Linked DNA regions of Mus musculus: region 2 is linked to region 1. A link is a contact called in public promoter capture Hi-C data. All regions are on one chromosome and are shown on one strand. Each heading gives the region's core, a stretch centred on a gene start, on an enhancer-like site or on the middle of the called end of the contact. The rest is flanking DNA. Distances are from core to core; before and after follow the strand shown.

Region 1 (4,888 bases), core at 808-3,307:
CCGGGCCTGATCTGATGCTTTAGTGCTGTTGATAAGGACACCGGGGTCTGTATCTCACTACAGATGTGCTTGCCCCATAGTTCCATACAGACAGCTCAGGAAGGTGGGGCCATCTTTTTCAGTCAGATGATATTGAAGGTTTAGCTAATCTTAACCGAAATGGTATTAGTAAGAATTATTTACTTTATTCTTACAGACTTTTCAGGAAATGTCTTAAGTAAGATAGAAGTGAAATGGGTTTGGTTTTGATCAAATGGGATTTCATATAATCTTGAATTTTAATGTACCTGAACTTATTTGTTCCTTAAATTTTACAGGCCAGATTTCTAAAGTTATATAGACTGGCTGCAGGGTGTCTTCTTTGAAGTTTCATTACAATATAAAGAAAAGAATCATTCCCTGCTTAGTAGATCAGTCAGTGGGAACTGTTGACCTGCTGTCGCGGTTAGAGTGTTGACCTGTGTGTTATTGCTGGTTCCTGACACTGTGCTTTCAACCTTCACAAGTGTCACACTAATATTACTTGTGGTGTTTAATTCTTCATCTTATACCACAGCAAACTTAGGGATACAAAATAAAAACCTTTACTTTAAAAGCGCACACTTCTGTGCCGTGGACTTTGGATGTGTTTGTTGTCTACAGTGTGTATCATCCTCAGAGCTGACTGCTTTACTGCTAGGTTTGAATGATATTTAAAGATTGTCAATAAATACCCCAGAATTCAGCAAAAGAAAAGAAAGAAATGGTTAGCAAGCCATGCATGCCTTTAATCTCCCAGCACCCAGGAGGTAGAGGGAGAAAGATCTCTGTGTTCGAGGACAGCCAGAGCTATGTAGAAAGACCCTGTCCCAAAATAGCAAAACAAACAAACAAACAACCCTGAACAGCAAATACTTGAGTGACAGTGTGGTGTGGGTTTACTGTGCTCTCCAAGTCCCTGACCTTGGACTCTTCAGTCACCATGACAGCTTTCTGCTACAGCTGAGCCATGGTACTTACTGCCTGTTCCCAGGAGTCGGTGAGGCTTGAGTGCCTCGCCTGCTCACCAGGTACCCAGTAGAACTCGCTGCCAGACTTTTAAAATCTGATTTAAGACTGCAGCACATGGACTATTTGATGGTGAATTGTTTCAGAATTCTCCTAAATTTGTAGGCCATAGGAACAGGGTGGAAGACTGACCTGACCTCTCTATGATTAACTGAAAAACAAAAGAATTTGTTCTCAAGTGGAATTTATTTCTCTAGAGAATATTTGAGCCAGTGGAAAGAGTCATAACTAAGAAGAGGCTGAGAGCAGAGTGTGGTGGCACACTCTGGTACGCCCCATTCTTGGGAGGCTGAAGCAAGAGAATTGCCGTGAGCTGTAGACAGGGCTGTACAGTGCAACCCTGCCCACAAACCTAGAACAGAACGTGAACGAAGGTAAATGATCTCGGCGTCTCTCAAAGCCAGTCAGCCACTTGGTCGTTTCCATGAACGTTGCTATGGTCTATCTGCCGAAAGTGGGTCTTACTGAGATTAAATTACAGTAGAAATGTTTGGTTTTCATTTCAGTGTATGCTGGAAAAAGTTGGAAATTGGAATTTTGATATCTTTCTGTTTGATAGACTAACAAATGGTAAGTGAAGCATTTGACAATACTCGAGTTTCTGTGGTCATTCGCCTATGTTGAAGCTTTAGTGTGCTCTGTCCTTGCTGTCATTCACTTGGACTGTGACCCTGTGCCAGCATTTTGTCTTTGTTAGTCACTTTTCAAAAAAACAACAGAAATCATTTCACAATTTTTGTTTTTACTATTAGTCTTGACAGTAATCACTTCATCATGACTGGACCAGTTGGCAGTTATTACTGCCGTTTTTAATAACTCAGCCTGAGTCTCACTGCAGTCTTCATTTTCTCTTCTCAGTTTCTTCAGCGTGTGACTGTTTACAGTGGCATCTTCTGACGCAGTTTTCCATGTAGTTAGATTTTTCCCAAAGGCCTGCTCCCCCAAGCTGCTTGCTTTCTTGAGTGTGCTGGCCCCGAGCCTTTTTTCTTACCTGCTGCAGAGGATTAGCGTGGTTCCACAGCCTGCCTTTGGCACTGCCTCCCCACGCTGGAGAAGAGCGTATCGTCAGACTCTGTGACAGTTAAGAGAGGTTTGGAGAAATGTTACATAGGTCATTCTAAGCTCTCCTGCCCCAGCTGAGCCCAGCTTTTATGTGGGGTTGATATTGCTTTTTTTTTTTTTAATTCTCTTTATAATCAAAACTGGGTTCTATTTGGAAACTTTTTTTTTTTTAAGAATAACATATTTGACAGATTCTTGGTGATACTTACCTGTCTTTGCCCCTTTGCCAAAGTAGGTTTTTAATAGAATTACACAAAGAATTCAGTTTTTCTGTTGCTAGGGACGGAGTAATGTGTCCCCTGCTTGACTTTAAAGTTACCTGCTTTTCTTTTCTTCTAGAAATGTGTTTATTTATGGAGGTGTGTATGCACATGCCCACAATACACATGTGGAAGCCAGAGGATAGCATGCTGTTGTGGGTTCTCTTTCCTGTCTATGGATTGCAGGGTTCCAACTCAGTTTGTTGAGCTTGTAGATACAAGTACCTTACCCAGTGACCGCTGCCACCTTCCCCAGCACTGCTGTGGTTGTTTGGGTGTCACTGTTACTTTCTCGAGAAGGGCTCTACCTGCCCTGCTTATCTCTGCACTGCAGACAGGAAGTAGATGAGCCTGAAGGGCAAGGTGGTGGGGACCTTAAGGTTTGCCTGTGTCGGAACAGCGCCAGGCATCACTGCTCTTCCCCTGTCGCTATCTTTTACCCTTGGGTGCTTTGTGTCCTGTTGCTCTCTCTGCCTCTCGCTGGCTGCATCTAGCCATGGTGCCCTAACGAAAAGGCAATTTACCTTCCTCTAGGCCTTGTGGGGATTGTTCTTTCTCTTTTTCTTTCTTTTTTTTTTAATACAAGCAGTGAATTATTAGATGCCCACCTCCTTCAAGATTTGTGAAATTTTTCTTTTCTAACTCAACACAAACATAACTTCAGTTATTATCATAAGATAAATATAGATGAAACAACACCAGCCATAACATTTTTAAAGACTAGCCTTATATAAACTGATAGCTCATAGTCTATTCTTGGGCTGCTAGGATGCCTGCCATTCCTTAATATAGTTGCTCTTTTCTAAATTTGATTTTTAAAAAGTGCACAACCTGTTAGTCAGGGTCTTAGGATGAAAGCTAGTGAGTGTGTCTGTATTCTATGTCAGCCACAGTTGCTTTCCGTAGACCACCCTGTTTGAACTGGCTTTGTGGAGAAGGTGGCCCAATTACTTGGTCCTAGATAAAACCACCTATTGTTAGCTACCCACCTTTGCTTTTATAGGAAGCTAACTATAGCCCCTGGAAACCACAGAGATTTTCTACTTGAAGAAATGTAATTGAACAAATGGGCAGGAAAAAAACTGTTCTTCAACTTGCATTATGTAGTTGAAATGGTTTCCTTTTAGAACTAAAATTATACATGATTTGTGTTTACCATATCCAAGTTCATAGTTGCCCCTGCTTGCTTATTGACCCAGTGGTTCTTTATAGTTTTACTCTGGTACCCTCTTGGTAGTACAGGGGAGAAAACAGGCAGGAGGGGACAGAGCTGAGTTGGTTTGCCCCAGAACCGGTATACCTCATCTCATCTGCTCCCAGGAGGAGAACAGTTGCTGTCTGACATTTCTGTTAGAGGGATGTGAACAGGATTGTGCCTGTTGCTCCTGACCACCTCTGGTTCATGGAGAGGAGAGTGGCCAGCCTGTGTTTCCACTCAAGCTCTCATGGAGAGTCACTACATCTTAGCTGGTCTGTATTTTTTTTTTGGGGGGGGGGGGTTGGTTCATTGTGGCAGTTTTACTCTAAATACTGTTTCTTTTCTTCCCTTCTTTTTCTTCTCCTCCTCCCTCTTCCTTCCTCCCTCCTCCCTTCCTTTTCCCTTCTCCCTTTTCCCTTCCTACTTCTTCCTTCTTCCTTTCTCCTCTTCTTCCTCCTCCTCTTCCCCTTCTCTTCTTCTTCTTCCTTTCTCCTCTTCTTCCTCCTCCTCTTCCCCCTTCTCTTCTTCTTCTTCCTCCTCCTGTTCTTCCTCACTGTCCTATTCCTCATCCTCATCTTCCTCCTTCTTTTCCTCTTCATCATCATCTTCTTCCTCCTCATCCTCCTCTTCATTCTTCTCATCATCCTCCTCTTCTTCATCCTCCCCCTCTTTCTCTTCTTTCTGTTCCTCCTGCTTTTTTTTTTTTTTTTTCAGACCTTGTGAGAATGTCTTTATAGTCCTGATGATCCTGGAACTCAGTATGTAGTCTAGGCTGGTCTCAAACTCACAGAGCTCTTCCTGCCTCTCCCTCCCAGATACTGAGATTAAAGATCTGTGCCACCATGCCTGACTCACTGGCATCCAATTTAAGGTTATACTTACTACTTTCCATATGGTGATGATATGCCAAGTCACCTTTTAAAAGAATCTTGGGGCTGGCAAGATGCCTTTGCAACCAAAGCAGCACACATGAGTTTGCTGTTCTGGACTACATGCTAGGAAGCAAGAATGACTTTTGCAAGCTGTCCTCCAACTTCCAACATGTGTACCATGGCATGCATACCTGCATATATACGTGTGTGTCTTTGTCTGTAAAAGAATCCTTATGGTCCAGCAAGATAGGTCATGAGGCTTTTGCAGGAAGTGTCTTCATTTGCTGAACTAAGTTCAATTCCCAAGAAAGGTGGGAGAACTGATTCCCCAAGGTTGTCCTTTGACTTTTTACACACACACACACACATACACCATGGCATATGTGCTCCCATCATGCATGTTTGTTTCAATACACAATAATAAACAATATTATATTTAAAAATCTTCT
Region 2 (4,888 bases), core at 1,172-3,671, 200 kb before region 1:
TATTTGAGAAATAGAAGCAAGAGGATCAATAACTGAAGGTCACCTTGTGCTACGTAGTGAGTTCAAGGCCAGCTGGGCTACATGAGAGGCTATATTAAAAAAAACAACTTGATCCTGGTTGCACATCCTGTGCAAAAGCCCAGTCTGTCCAGCATACCTGACATTTAACCTGCCATTCCAAATCCAACGTCTAGACCTTGCCTCAGCTACTTATTCTGCTCACCAGTCCAGCCTGGTGAATTTCCTGGACATTATCCTCCCTACATTATATCCAGCCTCTAACCCAGAACTCACATCAGTGTGCCAAATTCATCTTGGTCAGTCAAGGAGCCTCTCCTGCCTGCACCATTCTCAGTCCTCAAGGGCTTGCCTCTACTGTGTGCAAAACCTATATTCTGGCCTAGCCTGGTGAGTGTTAGAAACTGCAGCCCACCCACACAATCCTCACACACCAAGCATAGCTTGAGTGGCAAAACTTGTATTAACCCAAGCAATTCAGCCATTAATCCCACTCATTCACTTTCTTTCTTACCACTGAGATGAATCACTGAGATGTTCACTATCTAAAAGATCGATTTACCAACACCTCATATCTGATCTTAAATCAGCCAAGCTTGACCACCAATAAAAACAAACCCAAATTCTCACTCCAAACAGGAAGCCTAGAATCTCACATCAAATATATATGCACCGATCTCATATCAAAATCGCAATAAGAAAGGCCCTAAAACCACCAGTCCTATAGAAATATTCTCCAATATTATTGTTCATCTTTAAATAAGATGAACGAACAGTTCAATGTCATTAGTGAGAAGAGCTATAAACACAAGCATACTGCTGAATATCAAAGATAATCCAGTACCTTGTTCAGCCACCATCAGAAAACCTTCCTTCTGCAGCAGATGGGAACAATTACAAAGACCACAAGACCACAGCCAGGCAGTGTGCAAAGAGAGAGAGAGAGAGAGAGAGAGAGAGAGAGAGAGAGAGAGAGAGAGAGAGAGAGAGAGGAAGGAAGGAAGGAAGGAAGGAAGGAAGGAAGGAAGGAAGGAAGGAAGAGAGACAGACAGACAGACCTTGGAAAACACAAATCTAAATGGGACGCCTCCATCAAATCCTACCTCCCATCAGGGGTCAGAGAAGTCTGAAGAAGAGGCAGAAAGCATTAGGAACCAGAGGAAATGGAGAACACCAGGAAACAAGCCCCCTGTATCAACTGAACAAAGCTCGTATGAACTCACAGAGACTGAAGCAGCAAGCACAGCATGTGCACAGGTCTGCACTAGGTCCTCTGCATTATATACTATAGCTTCCCATTTAGTAATTTTACTGGACTCATGAGCATCTGAACAAGTAGGTCTCTGGTTCTCATGCTTCCTCTTGGACTCTTTTCCTTGGTTTGCCTTGTCTAACTTTACTGAGATGGTTTTTGTTTTATCTTACTATATTTTATTTTATTTTTTTATATTTTAATATTATTCCCTGGAAGCCTGTTCTTTTATAATGAGAGACAGAATGAGAGTGAATCCAAATAGGAGAGGAGCTGCAGAGGATTTGGGAGGAGTAAAGAAAGGGGAGGGGTAAAGAAAGGGGAGGAGTAAAGAAAGGGGAGGGGTAAAGAAAGGTGAGGAGTAAAGAAAGGGGAGGGGTAAAGAAAGGGGAGGAGTAAAGAAAGGGGAAACTGATCAGGATATGTTGTATGAAAGAAAAAATCATTTTTCAATAATAGCAGGGAAACATAAAACTGAATTCAGCAAAGAGAAATATTTAAGAGAACTCAAGCTGAAATTAATATGGAATTGAAAAGCTCAATATTCAAACTATAAAACTCAGGGGAAAACTTTACACATAGAATGGATCAAGTAGAAGACAATCTATCAGGACTTGAAGACAAGGTAGAGGAATTCAACTACATAAGCAAAAAATATGAAAAATTAAACGTACATAAAGGAAACATGCAAGAATGATGGGATACAATAAAGAGAACAAACTTCTGAATTATAGACAACAGAAAAAAAAAAAAAACCCAGGTCTTAGACCAGATCTTCTATAAGATATAAAAAGAAGCTTCCCTGAAATTAAGGTAAGATTACCCATGCAGACTCAAGAAGCATACACATGAGAAAAGTAAGTAATCATAAAAGATACTTCCCTATAGCACAGTATAGTTAAAACACTAAATATACAGAACAAAAATACCAAAATCTGCAAGAGAAAAAAATCATATAAAGGAAAACTCATCAGAATAATAACTAATTTCTCAATGAAAAGTTTAAAAGCCAGAAAAACCTAGATCAGTGTACTCTAAGTTCTAAAATACCACAGTTGCCAAATTAGACTACTAATCCCAGCCAAGCAATCTGCCATGGTCGACCGAGTAAGAACTTTTTTCCATGATATAAACAGGCCAAAAGAATTTGTGTCCACAAACCCAGCTCTCCAGAGAATACTGAAAGCCAAGAGACTGTAGGAAGAAAACAAATGAAGCCCTAGTCACTGGAATACAAAGAATGTACAATAAATGATGACAACCAACACACACTTTTCAATAATATTTTTATAAATAATAATTTTACTAATGGCCCCAGCTTCCAACTCAAAAGATACAAGTGGCTGAATAGATAAGAAACAAAAGCTGTCTGTTAGAGATTAAAATTAGCTTTGAAGACAGATACCACTTTAAATCAAAAGAATGTTTTAAAAGCATTTCAAGCAAATGGGACCAGGGAGTAGGCAGGTCTCACTATCCTAATAGCCAACAAAATAAACTTCCAACTGAAAGAAATAAAAGATAAAGGACCTATTATTCTTATCAAGGGAACAGTTAACCAAGAGATATTGCCACCCTGAACATATGCAATAGATTCTGGCAAAATCGATTTCATAAGAACTGTTCCACAGGAATAGAAAACAGATCATCTCAACACAGTAATAGCAGTTGATTTTTAATACCAGACCTTCTCCATTAGACAAGTTAACCAGACCCCTCCCCCCCCCCAAAAAAAACAGAATTAAATGACATCATGCATCAAATGGACCTAACAGGTATTTATATAATATTCCATCCAAAGGCGTAGCAGCTCATGGAAGCTTTTGTAAAATACAGCACATATTGGGACACAAAACAAATCTTCACAAAGTAAGAAAAATAAGATAACTCCATGTATCATTTATGGTCACAAAACAATAAAGCCTAAAATCAACAGCAAAAGAATCTCAAGTAATGACACAAAGTTATGATGATGAAATAACACCATGGTAATGATGAATGACTAAAAGAAATAGTCAATAAAAAAAAGTTAAATTTTTCCTAGGATTAAATGAAAATGATAGTACAACAAAACCTCTGGGAGGTATTAAGAGTTGTAAAAGGAAATGGATAACTCTAAGTGCTTACATTAAACAATTAGAAAGGTCACAATAAATGACTTAATGCTATTCAAGAATTTGGGGGGAAAAAAAAACAAGAACAAGCTCAAAACAAATCCAGTAGATAGCAAGAAATGTTAGAAATCTGAGCAGAAATTAAAGAAACAGAAACAAAAAAAAAATACAAAAACATAACTATAAGAGCTAGTTCTTTGAGATAAGATTAACAGACCTTTAGCCCAATTAACCAAAAGAGAAAGATAAGTCAAATTAACAGAATTAGAGATGGACAGGGAAACATTAAAACAAACAAACAAATAAGTATAAGATAGTCTTAAAAACCTATACTCCACTATATACCTGGAAGAAATGGATGAATGTCTAGATCAATTCAAACTGCTAAAGTTAAAGCAAAGAGAGACTACATCTTAAACAGGCTAGTAACAAATGCAGACAAGAAAGTGACAAAATGCCATATCCAGATGGGTACATAGCAGAATTCTACCTGACTTTTCAAAGAAAATCTACAGCCAATATTTCTTAAATTATTTTTTAAAAAGAAGGAAGAAACAGAAAAGACACTTCATAACTCTTCTACAAAGACAGTGTTCTTATACCCGAAGCACATAAGGATACAACAACAACAAAGAGAACTTCAAGCTAATATTCATGATCAACATAGATGCAAAAATTCTCCATACAATGCTTGTAAGCTGATTACGGATATGCATCAAAAGGATTACCCACTCTCATCAAGTTGGCTTATGCCAGACATGCAGGAATTGTTCCACATGTATAAATTAATAAATATAATAAGTCATATAGATGGACTTCAAGACAAAAACCACATGATAATCTCAATAAATGCAGGAAAAGTTTTGGGTAAAATCCAACATACCTTCATGATAAAAGTCCTAGAGAGCACAGTATTGAGGAGAATAGATCAATTCCATTAAAATCAAGAATGAAACAAAGCTATCCACTTTTGTAGCCTTTTCCTCAATGTGAACCTGAAATTTTGAGACTTTTGTTTTCTTTGGAAAACAGAGGCAGTACCCTACAAAAGGTAGGTGTGTGAAGGGCTTTCTGACAAGAGCACCATTTGTTCAGGAGCTAAGGCCAGCAATTGAGGGCCTCATAAACCTAAAGGTCTTCACTACAGCAAAGGTAACAAGCAATTAAAGAGGAATTTCACAGGATGGGAGAAGATCTTTGCAACTCTACATCTAACAGAGGATTAATGCCCAGAATATGCAAAGAACTAAAAAACAAAAAACAAAGAGTAAGAAAACAAGTGACCAAATTTAAAATGAGCTATGGATATGAATAGAGAGTTCCCAAAAGTAGAAATAAATGGGGCTGGAGGTATGGCTTTGTGATTAAGAGCACTTAATGCTCTTCTAAAGGATACATATTCAGTTCCCAGCACCTGCAACAGGTGGCTCAAAACCACCTGCATCTACAGCTCCAGGGTGTATGCAGGCATACACCCTGCTCAGGCATACATCTGAATTTATAT

The links. Capture Hi-C pulls out chosen DNA fragments and counts their contacts.
Region 2: a promoter capture Hi-C map of adipose tissue shows a contact between it and region 1. The contact joins two enhancer-like sites. A contact is called at or near these places in 3 of 484 Hi-C or Micro-C datasets (3T3-L1-derived adipocytes, Th1 cells and macrophages), 1 of 115 datasets of contacts at active chromatin or transcription factors (embryonic stem cells) and 2 of 9 other capture datasets (adipose tissue and liver).

The regions. Positions count from the first base shown.
Region 1 is chr3:19,237,875-19,242,762 of GRCm38.p6, reverse strand. Pde7a (phosphodiesterase 7A) reads left to right here. Exons shown (of 13, transcript NM_001122759.2): 5 at 1,554-1,617. Among named protein-coding and RNA genes, the nearest start is that of Mtfr1, 52 kb to the right of the region's middle. Within about 2 kb of position 2,057, at least 53 of the 459 cell types and tissues checked have an H3K27ac peak or open chromatin away from gene starts, as enhancers often do. A contact at or near this core is called in adipose tissue, where this site is marked.
Region 2 is chr3:19,442,629-19,447,516 of GRCm38.p6, reverse strand. No RefSeq gene overlaps it. Among named protein-coding and RNA genes, the nearest start is that of Dnajc5b, 64 kb to the left of the region's middle. Within about 2 kb of position 2,421, at least 6 of the 459 cell types and tissues checked have an H3K27ac peak or open chromatin away from gene starts, as enhancers often do. A contact at or near this core is called in adipose tissue, where this site is marked.